Regions from separate parts of the Macaca mulatta genome. Here region 1 is linked to region 2. The links are chromatin contacts, called in public Hi-C maps. All regions are on one chromosome and are shown on one strand. Each heading gives the region's core, a stretch centred on a gene start, on an enhancer-like site or on the middle of the called end of the contact. The rest is flanking DNA. Distances are from core to core; before and after follow the strand shown. Region 1 holds the start of SPATA9 (spermatogenesis associated 9). Region 2 holds the start of ARSK (arylsulfatase family member K).

Region 1 (7,042 bases), core at 2,061-4,560, 170 kb before region 2:
TTCCCCATACCCTCCCAGCCACTCATTTCTCACAAGTACACTCAGAGTAACAAGAACTGCAGAATTTTTTGTCATGAATACCCTATCAAAACTGGGATGCGTACAGTATCTTTGAAGGAAGGTAAAAGAACCAAAAAAAAAAAGGCAAACTATAAACAACAAAGGCAAGGCTTGAACTTAGTAGAGGGTGCAAGGGGGGGAGAAGGGAAGTGGGACACAGTGCAAGAAAATGGGAAAGCTTCCCAGCAGAACTCTTAAACTGCCAAATCCCAAACCACACAGACTATTCAGTTCCAAATGCATCTGTTATAGCATTCAAGTTCAAAGTATACAAGTATAACAGAGTGCATAAGTATAACAAGGAAGACAAACGAGATAAAAAGCTAAACAAAAGTGGGGCCAATATTAAGCAGCCATTTAACTCTGAGAGAATAAATCAAAAGTAGCTGCTTTTCGAATTCCAAATAGTTCAAAATTCCAGAGTTACTGGAGAAGTATCCGGGGATGAGGAGGACCTTTAAGGGAAAACGTTATGAAAAAATGGGTCTGGGCATCTTTAACTCTGTGGGATTGAGGATGTGAAGACTATAAATACTTTTATTTGTAATCCAAAGCAGAGCTTCAAACCCTGCAAAGAAAACTGTAAATCTATTAAACTACCTCACTGCTTTTTGTGGAATATTTTTAACAAATAGTAAAAGATATAGAAACGTGAAATGAAATAATAACGTACCACACCAAAAAAACAGATGGGAAAGAGAGAAAGACACACTAAATAATGTGCTATGTCTAATGAATCTGCAGCACATTTGTTTTAAAAGTTCCAAGCATTTAAGGCAAGGATCCAGGGTAAGGCTAAGGATCTACAGAAGAGAACTAGGGAAGAGAAAGACAGATATCTCATTTAAACTTCAAGGCAACAACAACACATCTCTTCTCAAACTATGTCAAAGAGAAAATACTCCAAAGATTTCCAGAATTATGAAGGAAATCAAATTCTCCTACCACTTGTAAATCAGTTCCAGGATTTCCTCTAGGGGGTTATGCAACACAAGGCTTGGAGCCACATTTGGAGAATTGAACTCATCTTTAAAAAAAAAATCTGAATTTCTACAGTGAAACTATTTTATTTTACTTGAATGTGGGGCTGCATGTATGAAGAATGAACATCGCTGCCCCAGTGTACTGGTACTGTAGTTGTATACATCTTGAATGACCTGCGAAAATCTTACTTTTGCTTAGTATTAATACAAGTGATACATAACTATACTAAAGTTATAACAAACACTTTATTTTTATATTAGCTACCACTTATAGAGCAGCTACTAAATGTCAGCCTCTATACTTAGAACGTGATGCGTGCTAGTTTCTCATTCACTTCTCAGCACAGCTCTAGGAGGCAGATTATTTTATAGATAGGGAAAATAAGGCTGAGAAGGTAAGTGATTTAACAAGGACACGCAGACCTGAAATGGCAATGTGAGAATCTGAAATCAGATCCTTTTGATATCAAAGGCTGTGCTTTATCTGCTCTATGTAATATTCTGATTCTGTAATATGTCAAATAACAGTTTATTAATGCAATCAGCTTTAGTATCTCTGATGGGCTTTACTTACCACCAAGTGAAGAAAAGCACCTTATAAAGAGCAACTCTAGAAATGGAATCTCATATCTGAAGATCATTATAGCCCAGCAAATTGTACCGGGTTACAAACTTGGTGCCTTAAATAGGGCCAGAGTCTAACCAAACAAAAAGTGATTAGCAAAATAAACCATAACAACCAGCATATGGGAAAAATCCGTACCATAGAGGCTTATTTTCTCCATTTGGAAGATTTCATTTTACTAGACAAAGTGTATGGGATCACAAGCATTGCTGTTTGCAAAATTAACAATATAAACAGGAAAATGTTAACAGCTCAAATTAAATATAGGGAAAGCAATCCTAACATCCTAATGTAGCTAATTTTATTTTCCCTACGTTTACTCTATTCACCAAACATTTGTTCAACTGCATGTTGAACCGTTATGTTTTTAGGCTGTAAGATCTTTCACGACGAAAGAGTCCAAGTAAAAGAAGTGTTTCATTTGCCTGCATAGACTCTGGTCAGTAAGCTCTCCATCACACTTCTTATGACCAGCGTCATCACTGTCATAACTAGGGGTTTAATAGCATCTCTTAACTGAAAAGGTCTGTTTTTTATTTTACCAAATTAACAAACTTTCTTCTTTAACTGAAAACTTAAACAAGCGAGTGATCTTCTTTCTGTTACATGGAATTTTGCATAAAAAATTTTTCCAAGTACACTCTACACATTTTTTAGAAAGGCATGATAGTTTCCTATAGCCCTGATTCAGTTTTTAAAATTGCTGTTTAAATGTGAAATCTCACACAATGACAATTCGTATTTTTTCAGGCACTAAACTTTCTTCTGTTATTAAATGTAAACTTAGCTGAAACATACGTAACTCCAATATCAGTAAAGAATCAGAGATTTTCAAATAAGACCAAAGGAAAACATTCAAACATAATGTTATTGTATACTGAAAATACTTATATGTGTCAGAAAGTAAATTCCTTTCTCCCTTAATCAAACACTCAAGAATCGGGCTACAATTTATCCACTTCACTACAATTTTGTTCAATTATTACAAATTTTAATTTTTTAAGTTTTCCAAGCAACATTAGTAATATTATTTCTGATTTATGAGTCACTAAGACAAATGGCTAATACATAAAGAGTATTTGCATTATTAAAATTAAAAGTTTTCAGAGATCAATTAATAGTGCTATAAATGAGTCATTTAAAATTAACTCCCAGTCCCTGTCTTTTCCTCTGCTTTCCAGAGGAACTATTTCTGAACTGTCCCAATGAAAAGTATTTTTGCCTGTGTTGAGCTTTGAGAAGGCTGTATTTTTAGAACACCAATATTACACTATCACCCATAGGGTAGGCATAAAAAAACACTGCTTTCTGCTGGTGAAACTTAGTGACCCCGTCCCTTGGAGTTGGCACATTCAACTGTCAGCTGCCTCCCAAGGGACAACCCACAGTCGTGAAGTGTACCAGTAAGTGCTCCACATTCCCACTGGGGCCTTCTATCTTCCTAAGAGTCTTCTCTGACGGGGCTGTGCCCTGCCCAGTGAAACAAAGGACCGAATATTTTCTCAAAAATGTTTAAAAATTTGACCCATGTAACGCGAACACTCCACACTCACGGAAGTGGGCAGAAGGGGGAGGGGGCAAAAAAGGAAAGAAAAGCTTCTTCAGCCTTGGCGTGGAGCAGCTGCTGTTCCTTACCCAGACGGGACAGTCGTGGACCACCAGTTTGACATTCCCAAACGCACTGGCCTGATACTCGGTGAACACTGGACGCGCGACCGTGCTGGCCGCGTTCAGCAACAAGCTGCTCTCGTCCCCCGAGACCAGAGGGCTTCTCCCCAGGTAAGTGCGGATGAGACCCGACGGCCGGTTGTCCTGGTGGAACGCGTCCCCCTCGTTCCCCAGCGCCACGATGTGGATGGACCTGCACGGACAGAGAGGGGGCGAGGGGAGAAGGGAAGCACGGTCAGCGCGCGGGTCTCTCCTCGGAACAGGAAGTGCGGGGGACAGCGCGCGGCTAGGATGGGCACCAGCCCCCGTCCCTGGGGCGCACGGCACGCGCTGGAGAGAGACAATGGCAGGACGGCGGCGCGTACGTACATGATCTCAAATCCAAGGGCAGGGCGGCGACTCGGAGAAAAGCAGCGGCTTACGGCCTCGCGGGGCCCCCGGGCGGCGAGTTCACCCGCAATCCGCTCATCCCCGGCCGCGTCCCTCTCGCGCGCCTCCACCGCGGCGGGGCCGACGCAGAGCGGGGCCGGGGCCGCGCCAGCCAGCAAGCGAGCCGGACACCAGGGTGGGCTAGCGGGCGGGGGGCAAGCTGCTGCTACTCAGAGACTGCCCGGGAACATCGCCGGGCGCGGGACCGCCGCGCAGCCCCGAGTGGACGCAGCTGACCGCAGTCCCCTCTCCGCCGCGCCTCCTCGGCTGGCAGCTATCGCCTCCTGCTGCTGCTGCTGCCGCTGCTCCTCCTCCTCCTCTAGGCAGAGAAGGGGGGTCGGGGAGATCGGGGCCTCCGCCCCCTCGGCGGACCGGGCGAAGCACGTGCCGGCCCCGGGGGTCGGGCGGACACAGGGAACGCGCTCCCCGCCGAGGCCCCGGAGCTCCCGCGGCAGCGGCCGGACACAAAGGAGTGGCCCGCGCGGGGCGCCGCGGAATATAAATTAATAAATACAACGCCCCAGCCCGAGAGCTCCCGACCGCCAATCCGCCTGCAGCAAGTTTGTTCAACTCGCAAGGCCGTAACCAGAGCCAGGAAAGGGGGGTGGGGCGATGGGGCCCCCGCTCACTCCGGACTGGAAAAAGGAGGTTAGGGAAGCTAGGGATTCCAGCACGAGTGCCGCCCCAGCAACCCGATTTTCCCCCCTCTTGGCTTTGACCGAAAGTGCTTTACCACGGCTGCCGCTTTGTCATTTGTCAACATGCGCTACTGCTGTTTTCTAAAATCATACTTGTGAGAAAAAATAAAGACAACATTCATGCCACTGCAGAAAGGGTTCTTTGTTCGCACACCAATTAATTTGCTAATGTCGCCTTGGGGGGATTATTTACTATTTCGAGCTTTATTTAGCGTATTTTAGCGAAAACTTCAGGATTTTAAATGCTGGGATTTTTAGTGTGATCGTTTTTAAAGGAAGTTATGTATGGGGGTTTAATGTGTTGGTGAGTTAAATGCTAGTTTACTTGGAGATTTTTCTGTACACATTATGGACACATATTTAATAATAGCTCCGCAGACCAACTGAAAACATAATCATGTAAATGCAAAGATACTTTAGATTCTTTCATAATAATGCACTGAAGTAAAGGCTATGAATATCCCTAGCGTGCTTCAAACTACCTCAATACAAACGAACACTGGGATCCACTTACACCAAAATGGGCCAGGGATTACTCTGGGGTTAGACTCCTCCATACAGTATTAAAATTCTAACCAGTACCTTACTCCGTCTTAAAAAGAGTTCTTGCTTATCCTTTTATCTATTTATTTTTCCCTTCTGTAAAATTGGACTGTTTCTTTTCTCAACTGAGCTATTTTGAGGGTATGAAAGAAGGGGTATTGAGTAGGGTAGTAAAAAACTAGGGTAACAGCTTTTTATTATGGGCCCTTATTGCTCGGTTGAAAGTAGTTTAGTAGTTTCTCGTGCTCAGAGAAGATATAATAGCAGACATTCTTTATGTGGTCACTAATTTTTTTAAATCTAATTTCCCTTTGCATTTTCTGATTTCTCTTTTAGTCTCTAGAACCTAAACCATCCTTAAAAATTCCAGCATTCAGGATCACTTTTTCTCTTGGGTTAATGGAAAATATATTTTCTCATCAGTCTCTTCCAGAAACCCATAAGTCAAAAACAAAGACACTAGAATGGATGAATGGATAAAGAAAATGTGGTATACACATGTAATGGACGATTAGCCTTTAAAAAAGCAGAAAATTCCTTCATAAACTACAACATGGATGAACCTTGAGGACCTTGTGCTACGTGGAATCAGCCAGTTGCAAATCACAAAAAGTGATTCCATTTATAGGAGGTATCTAAAGTAGTCAAACTCTTAGAAACAGAAAGTAGAATAATGGTTACCAGGGGCTGGGGAGAGGGGAAAAGGGGTCGTTGTTCAACAGGTATAGTGTTTCAGGTTTGCAGGAAGAAAAAGATACAGATATCTGTTGCATGAGGTGCATCCGTAGTTCATACTATACTGAACTATAGGACTGAACACTAGAACATTATTAACTAAACACTAGAACATGTACTGAACACTAGAACATGATTAACGTGGTAAATATTGTTATATTTTATGACAATATAAAAATATTAATACAAAAATGAAACAAAAAAAGACACCAAAGTTGCTGACAACTGGGAAGTGTCAGAAAGGGGGAAAGTATTCATTTTTTCCTTCGTTACTGAATATGTGAGCCAAGCCTGTGCTGGGTAGGCATGGGAGATCCCAAGATACATAAGACTTGGTCATTGACCTTAAGAAGCTAAGGCAATTTGTTACCAGAAAGGGGTCCCAATCCCGACTCCAAAAGAGAGTTCTTGGACCTCCAGTGAGGAATTCAGGGAGTCCATAAAGTGAAAGCAAGTTGATTAAGAAAATAAAGGAATAAAATAATGGCTACTCCATAGGCAGAGCAGTGTCATAGGCTGCTCAGCTGAGTATACTTATAGTTATTTCTTGATTATATGCTAAACAAGGGGTGGATTATTCATGAATTTTTCCGGAAAGGGTGGGCAATTCCCAGAACTGAGAGTTCCTCCGCTTTTTAGACCATATAGGGTAACTTCCTGATGTTGCCATGACATTTGTAAACTGTCATTGTGCTGGTGGAGTGTCTTTTAGCATGCTAGCGCATTATAATTAACATATAATGAGCAGTGAGGTTGACCAGAGGTCCCTGTCACCACCATCTTGGTTTTGGTGGGTTTTGGCCGGCTTCTTTACCGCATTCTGTTTTATCAGCAAGGTCTTTGTGACCTGTATCTTCTGCTGAGCTTCTATCTCATCCTGTGGCTAAGAATGCCTAACCTTCTAGGAATGTAGCCCAGTAGGTTTCAGCCTTGGTGTACCCAGCCCCTACTCAAGATGGAGTTGCTCTGGTTCAAACGCCTCTGACATATTAATTAGTTTGTGAATATTAGCACACTTAATCCTTTTGAAAACATTCTAGTTCCTTAAGTGATTAGGCAGTCAGTAAAAGAGATAGGTACAAAGTAAAAGATAAGTTCAGTGAATGTTAGGAAGAGATCTGTGCTTTCTGTGTCAGACAGAAGTTCATAAAGGAAGTAAACATTGTCTTAGGTCTTAAAAGATTAAGAGTTTGTTAGCTTTGGAGGAAGAGGAGGTTAGAAGGGAAGGAGTATTTGAAAGATCTGGACAGACATCACATGCAAAGGTATAAAAAAATGGAAGATCATGACTCGTCCTAGGA
Region 2 (7,630 bases), core at 474-2,973:
TTGTGGACACTGAACTCTGTTAAAGCAAGCTGTCAAATACTAATGGGGATGGGTCAAAAGGACTCAGAACCACCTGAAGGGGCTTCCACTGGCCAAAGATAGGACACTTTGAATACTAACAAGTATGTGAATGCCAAAAATGTAAGCAAATATAGAAAAATCTATGCATTCATACTATACTAAAGAAGTAACAAACCTAAATATCTCAGTCATCTTTAGAAGTTTCTGGGATGTTGTGATCCACATCCGAATTCCCTTTTAGGAATGAACAATTGCCTCTGCTGAAGACAGCTGCTTTGCCCAACATCATGCCCCATTCTAGGAGCAGCCCACAATCAGTGGCCATCCAACATGCAGGTAGAAAGGTCTGTTCCCCTCACTCCAACTGGAAAGCAGCTCTGAAGCACCATATTAGTTTTGAGAACTGTCATAATAAGATAGCAACAAAATTCAGCTTCTCCTCTGCACAATCCTGCTTCCTTCATTTGTCTTTGATTACAAGATCACTCTGTAATAAAATGCCATCTAGTCAATTTCCAGTACCGCCCATTCTCTAAGTTTAAATCACAAAGATAACTTTAATATTTTCAAAAAATCTCATGGGCACATCCAGACTATGCAATTTTAATCATCACGGGTTAATCTATGAGAAAGGGAATACAACATATGATTGCAAACACTCTTTAGTGCCAGATATGCTTAACACCAACCTCTGTGTGACCACAGTAACACCGAGTGATAATAAACTAATATTACAATTAATAACCAAACAATTGTCTAAGCAGCACTTTTTAAAACATGTATCATCCTAAAAGCTTCGGTAAGGTTGACAGTAGCACCTTTGGCTTGGGAAAGTTTCAGAAACTGTTTAAGTTTGGGATTCGGCCACATTACCAACACACACACACACGCAAAATTTTTCTGGAATACGGGGGAGTGAATCAAGTTATACCAACGACTCCATTTGAATCAGCACTAACAGGATTATCACAAACCTGGATAATAAAAATAAACTTTCTTCACTTCTCACCCAAACATGAATTCCTGCAAACCTGAGGTGAACTGGGAAATGACTTTTGGAAAGCTTACACGCTTTTATGGAGATGCAGAATGTTATTTTACCACACAATTAAACCAAACCGGGGTATGGACTGAAAGTTCATTAGTAGTGGTAAAATAATTTAGCGAATCGAGGTCACTATTAAAAAAAAAATCTGCAAAGATGTTTTCAGTATTTCACTATTGTTTTACATGCCTGCATAGGTATGTGGTGTGCTTGTGAGTACACGGGGCCTCACATAAAATGTATTTCTTTCTTTGCATCGGGGTGAAAGGTGTTTGAAAATGTCTCAGGTTCTGCTACCCAAAGCTTGCAGCACAGGCGGCGGCGGGGAGGTCTCCGGTCCCTAGCGGGGGCCCCTCCCCTGCCTCGCGGTACTTACAAAGGAGTCGCTTACGACCAGCACCACGTTGGGCACTTTGGCTGCTCCCCGCCTCTGCTCCCCTGCTCCGGGGGCCTGTACCGCTAGCGCCGAGACTGCGACCAGCGACACCCACAGCAGTAGCATCGCTGGTAGCGGTTTTGAGAGCCTGTCGCCGGGCCAGCCGCCTCCCTCTGGCGTTCTCTCCCTGGCAGAGCAGGGTAGGGACAGCGAACAACTCCCAGAGCTTGCAGTTTGGTTTCTTGATAGTAACGTCGGGCTTCACCCGCAGAACTACAACTCCCATCAGGCTGAGAGCGCGCACATGCGCAACAGAGAAATCTCCGCTTTTACCCACATTAAGGCTTTTTAATCAAATACCGAGCAAATCAGAACCCAGCCACTTCCAGTCACGTGAATGATGCCTGGGAAAGGCGCATGCGCTCTCATTGCAGACTCGGCATTTGTAGAAGAGGAGCATCTGTCCCAGGTGGGTTCGGATCTCTGTCGCTTTTGCACAAGGGATCATAAAGGCGATTGAAATGGTACTTAGCGAAAGAAAGGATCGGGGCCGGGGCTGTTCGTTTTGGGCCGCGCAAGCGTGACTGAGTGTTCGGCGAGAGCGTGAACTGGGCGGCGATGAGGTGGCGGCGCGGCTGTCACTTAAGTTCAATAGGGCGGTTCCTTGTGGGGCCTCTGGGTGGACCGCCTCAGGTGCGCCGTGAATACCTTAGAGCCCCTCGAATACCTTCCCAGAGAAATCTCTAGTCTGTCTCATCTTATAGCTTCTCTTACCCTGTGCAGTCAGGATTTACTGTGCTCTCATGGGACGAGGAGCGGGGCCTAGTAAGAAGTTTCAGGCTGTAGGCGGGGGAAAGCATAGCTGTTCCTTGCCTTCAGAGAGCAAAGGAGACAAGGGAAACTGGAGGGGGAAATGGGCTCTGCGACGTATTCAGTTAGTTGGCGTAGGTTCAGAATATCATTGTTTTGCTGCAGAATAAAAACCGGTCTCTTTTGACTGTTGAATTCCTTTGGAGAGTTCTGGAAGAAGAAGATTTCTGTCCCAAAGCCAAATTCCAATTTCAGTATCTAGTTTCGAGTATATAATTTGCACATCACACTAGTAGTTTTAATATTCTGATAGTAAAAAGAGGAGTTGTACTACTTACTTAACATAATTCAACTGAATGCTAGTATCTGGCAGGTTTTTTTTTGCATAAGATAATTGTAATAAGGAACAGATTTATTTAATACTCACATGACACTTAGGTGCTGAGCGTTACACTAAGCATTTACTGAGCATCTACTGCATGCCAGGTACTTTTATATGGAATATTTTCCATGATCCTCACTTTCACTATATTGCAGATAGGAAAACAGGCTTAGAGAGGTTAAATGACTGACCTGAGTTTACACAGGGAGCCAGTCAGAGCACGACTGAAAATTGAAGAGTCTGTGCCGTAACTCACTAAATGCTCTGTCTGCAGTTAATTACAAAATTTCTTGCCAGTCTACTGAGTTTATCTGTTAGTGTAGCAGAATTGTTACTCAAGCAGCGTGATAAAGATCTGCGGGTCACACAAAAACGTAAACAGTGTTGGGCGCGGTGGCTCACGCCTGTAATCCCAGCACTTTGGAAGGCCGAGACGGACGGATCACCTAAGGTCAGGAGTTTGAGACCAGCCTGGCCAACATGGTGAAACCCCGTCTTTACGAAAAATACACAAAATACCGGGCGTGGTGGCGGGCGCCTGTAATCCCAGCTACTCGGGAGGCTGAGGCAGGAGAATCGCTTGAACCCAGAAGGCGGAGGTTGCAGTGAGCCGAGATCACACCAATGCACTCCAGCCTGGGCAACAAGAGCAAAACTCTGTCTCAAAAAAAAAAAAAAAAAAAAAAAAAAAACCTAAACAATAGTCTCGGTTTACACGAGGTTAGACTTCAGGGAAGCAAAACCTAGCATACATGAAATAATAATACAGCGTGGAAGGTGATACCAGTGGACTCCCTCATAAACACAAATTTGTTTCGAATTTATTTGGAATGTAGGATGTATTTTCTACCATGGTGACAATATTGACTGACATTTGAATTCATAAAAGTTATATTTAACTTTGTGTCTGATTCCATAAACTGTACTTACTCTCTACAGCCTTGTTTCCACAGGATATGTACTCTGATGACAGAATTACAAGAATACATCTTTTTTTCTTTCTCCCCTTGGCAGTGTCAATAGGAGCAGGTGCTGCAGTGATTTGGAGCAAGACAGATATTTTAGAGCCTTAGAGACATTGTGCTGGAAGAATCTAAGAGGCTTCTAGTCCTACTTCCCATCTGACATTCAGTTTATCCTAAATCATTCCTGCTGAGTGGATTGTTCAGCCTGTGCTTTTTCATCTCCAGCGATGGGAAGCACTTCCACTGAACGCCTCATTCCACTTTAAATAGGTCTCATTAAAAGTTCCTATTTTAAGTTGAAGTTAATCTTCCTCTATTTTTAACCATTCATTAGTTCATTTTTCTTCACTTTTACATGGATAATCTCTCCCTTTCAACAGTCCTTCCCCTCACTCCCTCTCCACCATTTATTTTTTCCCTAGTCCCCAGTTTCTTCAGCTAGTTCTCATAATTTCAGGTTCCCTCATTGTTTTGATTACTCTTTTGTGAACATATAACATTTTTGCTAATCAGTAACTATGCTATCAGAAAAGCTACTCAGGAGAATGTAACCATTTGCCTCACTGCCTACTTCCCTCCCACCGTTTTTCACTCCTGTATGCTCTCCCCTAGAATACTGAGTTCCCAAAGCCCTCTTTGGAAAGTGCGGGTCACAGATGCTTCTGTGGGCTTGTTTTTCCCCAGGAGCGTCCTCAAAGTGTGACTCGATAAACCTCTACTGATTGAGACACTTCCCTCAGTCACTCAGTTTTTTGTTAACACTGGTAAGCTTTGGAAGCTAGAAGATCATTAGCTCTTTATTGAATATGTATTATTCAGTAAGTGTTGGGTATCTAAGAAGCTCTGAAAATATAAGACCTACATCTAAGAATTTATTGAATTGGGAGACAGGTTATGTCTATATAAGATAATAAAAATAATATTTTTTAAGTTGCAGTGGAGTAGCTCAGTTAATAAGTGGTTTGGAGGAGGAAGTGATCCCTGTTGTAGGCTGTACTCTAGTATTCATGTAGTGTAGTAACTAATTTGAAGAGGATACTCATGTTTGATGATAGCTGTCTTTTGAGGAATACAGATGCTTCTTGACTTATGATGGGGTTACACCACGATAAACCCATTTTAACTTGAAAATATTGTAAGTCAAAATGCATTTAATATCCTGATAAGCACTTCCTAAAGTCAAAAAACTGTAAGTTCAGCCATTTGTAAGTCAGGGGCCATTTTTTTTTTTTTTTTTTTAGACACAGTCTCACTCTGTCGCCCAGGCTGGAGTGCAGTGGCCAGATCTCAGCTCACTGCAAGCTCCGCCTACCGGGTTCACGCCATTCTCCTGCCTCAGCCTCCGGAGTAGCTGGGACTACAGGCGCCCGCCACCACGCCCGCCTAGTTTTTTTTGTATTTTTTAGTAGAGACGGGGTTTCACCGTGTTAGCCAGGATGGTCTCGATCTCCTGACCTCGTGATCCGCCTGTCTCGGCCTCCCAAAGTGCTGGGATTACAGGCTTGAGCCACTGCGCCCGGCCCAGGGGCCATTTGTATAGGTAAGAAGTTTACTTCTTGAGAGAGCAAGGAAGAAGGAGGTTGCAGAGAGGGTTGGGGATTTTGAATGTGTAGAGAAAATCTGTAACTGAGTTATCACACTAGTTGTTTTAGGAATGGCAAGTAGTGAAGTTGATTGAGCGAATAACAGTAGATAGGACATTATTAGTATAGATTATGTCCAAGTACTCCATCTATGTTTATGTCAGGTAAGTGATGCAATTCTTACTTTACCAGTGAGGAAATGGGCTTTGAGTAATGAAGTCAGCTAACCAAGGCCGAATGGCTTTGATCCTAGATCCATTTGATTTCCTAAGCTCACTCTCAACTAGAGTAAGCCTTGGTGGGTGGATATGACAGAGTAAGGGGGCTGACAGGATCTAGAGTAATTTGTAAGAACAGAGCTGAAGTGACTGAGTGATAAATTAAAACTAGATTGGATGAGGAGGGCAGCCAAGTGTTACCAGGGCTAAAGAAGCCAGTGAAATAGTCAAGTTAGTACTTTTTTTTCTTTTTTAACTATTATCTTACTTTCCTAAACATTGTTTGGATTACCATACTTTCTTTTCTTACCAGTAAGACTTTTTGCTGTTGAACTTATACTTCTATTTAGGTAGATCACTAATGAGTGTTTTGGTTAGGGAAACTTTTCATTCCTTGTTCATCCCTACCTGCCTCGCCTAAACATTGTTTACTTCCTAGTTCCGAAGTAGCATGTTTTTTTCACTTTATTCAACTTTTCAAAACCACCTCCATTCTCTCCAGGGACCATTCTAGATTATTTTTTGTTTGACAGAAGCCACTTCAGGGATGCTATCAAAATATTCTTAGAACTTATAGATGTGTAGTTAGTTGTGTTACTATTTTTAATGACTATTTAAATGCATTATTAACATTAAAAATTTTTCTCTGTTTTCATTAGATTACGAACTAATATAATTGTATTATATTATACTCCTTATGTTCCTTAGAACAAAGTTCTATTCTAATATAATTAGGCTGCAAATTGGGTGTAAATAATTCCCCATAGTTGTCTGTAGATGTCCTTGATTCAAAGCGAAAATGGCACAGAAATAGTAGATATTCTTTTTTGCCTCCATTTTTTATATTGACATCAGTGTATTTTGGGTTTCTGAAATGATTTTTCAAAATCCTTCTGATCTCTTATAGAAGTTTCCTTTTATCATCTGAGACCCTAGGAATATAGTTTAGACCAATTTAGAAATTTGGAGATTAAGATTAGTGTCTCTCTGGGAAAGAATACAAATACTAAAAATCGTACATAATTATTTCTCTTGTTTTAAATTATGAATTATGAAAATTGAATCTGATGCTTTAAAAAGTTTAGAAGGTTTTGGGTTGTGGGTGTCATCCTTTTTATATGACTGTCTCATACTTGTTTTTATTTAATTTAGATGGAAAATGGGTAAGGAACAATCTGAAATTCAATTTGGGAAGAATATAGAGGTAGTAATAATAGGTAAAAGGTAAGTGTCTAGAATGCTAAATAATAAATTGGAATCTATTTTTACTTCATGATTGTTTTTACTCATTCCTTTCAGAAGAAAGATTTAATGGCATAGGTTTTTGTTTTTTTTTTAATGTCAGACTATGGATCATCACAAAATACCTTTTGTTATTAGATTTAAAGGTATCATTTTTTTCCTTTCTGTAATTAGCTTCCATTATCATTATCATTACTATTTATTGTTATTGTTGTTTTAGCTTTGTGAAATCTTTATATGAGTATATTGGAATATTATTTAAGGTTTCATAGCCTCAACTGGGGACAGTAGGACATATCAGTTCACTTACCTATATATGTTGTCTTTGAGGAATATCATTGCCTTTATGGCATGACTGTCACTTTCTAACTCTTTTTAAGTGCCATCGTTGCCACTTTTTATGCTTGATTTATGTCGGATAAAAATATTTTGGGTTGGCCTGGCGGTGGCTCACGCCTGTAATCCCAGCACTTTGTGAGGCTGAGGCGGGCGGATCACAAGGTCAGGAGATCGAGACCATGGTAAAACCTCGTCTCTACTAAAAATACAAAAAATTAGCTGGGCGCGGTGGCGGGCGCCTGTAGTCCCAGCTACTCTGGAGGCTGAGGCAGGAGAATGGCCTAAACCCGGGAGGCGGAGCTTGCAGTGAGCCAGATCGCGCCACTGCGCTCCAGCCTGGGGGACAGAGCGAGACTCCCATCTCAAAAAAAAAATATATATATTTTGGGTTGGTAATAGAAAAAATTGAGTGAAAACGTACAAAATGAATACTCTTGTTTTTAAAAAGTCAGTTGAGATTGAGAAGAAAAGTGGGAGGAGAGGTATAAGAGGGAAGAATTAATAGGGAGTTATGTTGTGGAAGAATGTTAAAGGACATCTCCCTCTCTTGCAAGAGAGCTAGGTGTTTCTTTGAAATGTTAGAAATCCTTAGAATCAAGGGAAATATCCAAAATAGAGAAGTATGGGGTTACATGGAATCATTTTGGGT

Evidence for each region. A called contact is a pair of places that touch in the nucleus more often than the background predicts.
Region 1: a Hi-C map of fetal cortex germinal zone shows a contact between it and region 2, with 4 times the contacts expected there. The contact joins the promoter of SPATA9 here to the promoter of ARSK in region 2. A contact is called at or near these places in 2 of 14 Hi-C or Micro-C datasets (fetal cortex germinal zone and fetal cortical plate).

The regions. Positions count from the first base shown.
Region 1 is chr6:102,092,973-102,100,014 of T2T-MMU8v2.0, reverse strand. SPATA9 (spermatogenesis associated 9) reads left to right here and starts at 3,310. Exons shown (of 5, transcript XM_078004996.1): 1 at 3,310-3,447. RHOBTB3 (Rho related BTB domain containing 3) reads right to left here and starts at 4,075. Exons shown (of 12, transcript NM_001260883.1): 1 at 3,706-4,075; 2 at 3,304-3,529. The coding sequence starts at 3,707.
Region 2 is chr6:101,924,196-101,931,825 of T2T-MMU8v2.0, reverse strand. It overlaps ARSK (arylsulfatase family member K), which reads right to left and starts at 1,723. Exons shown (of 9, transcript XR_003730442.2): 1 at 1,443-1,723. SKIC3 (SKI3 subunit of superkiller complex) reads left to right here and starts at 1,870. Exons shown (of 43, transcript XM_078004994.1): 1 at 1,870-1,911; 2 at 6,553-6,624.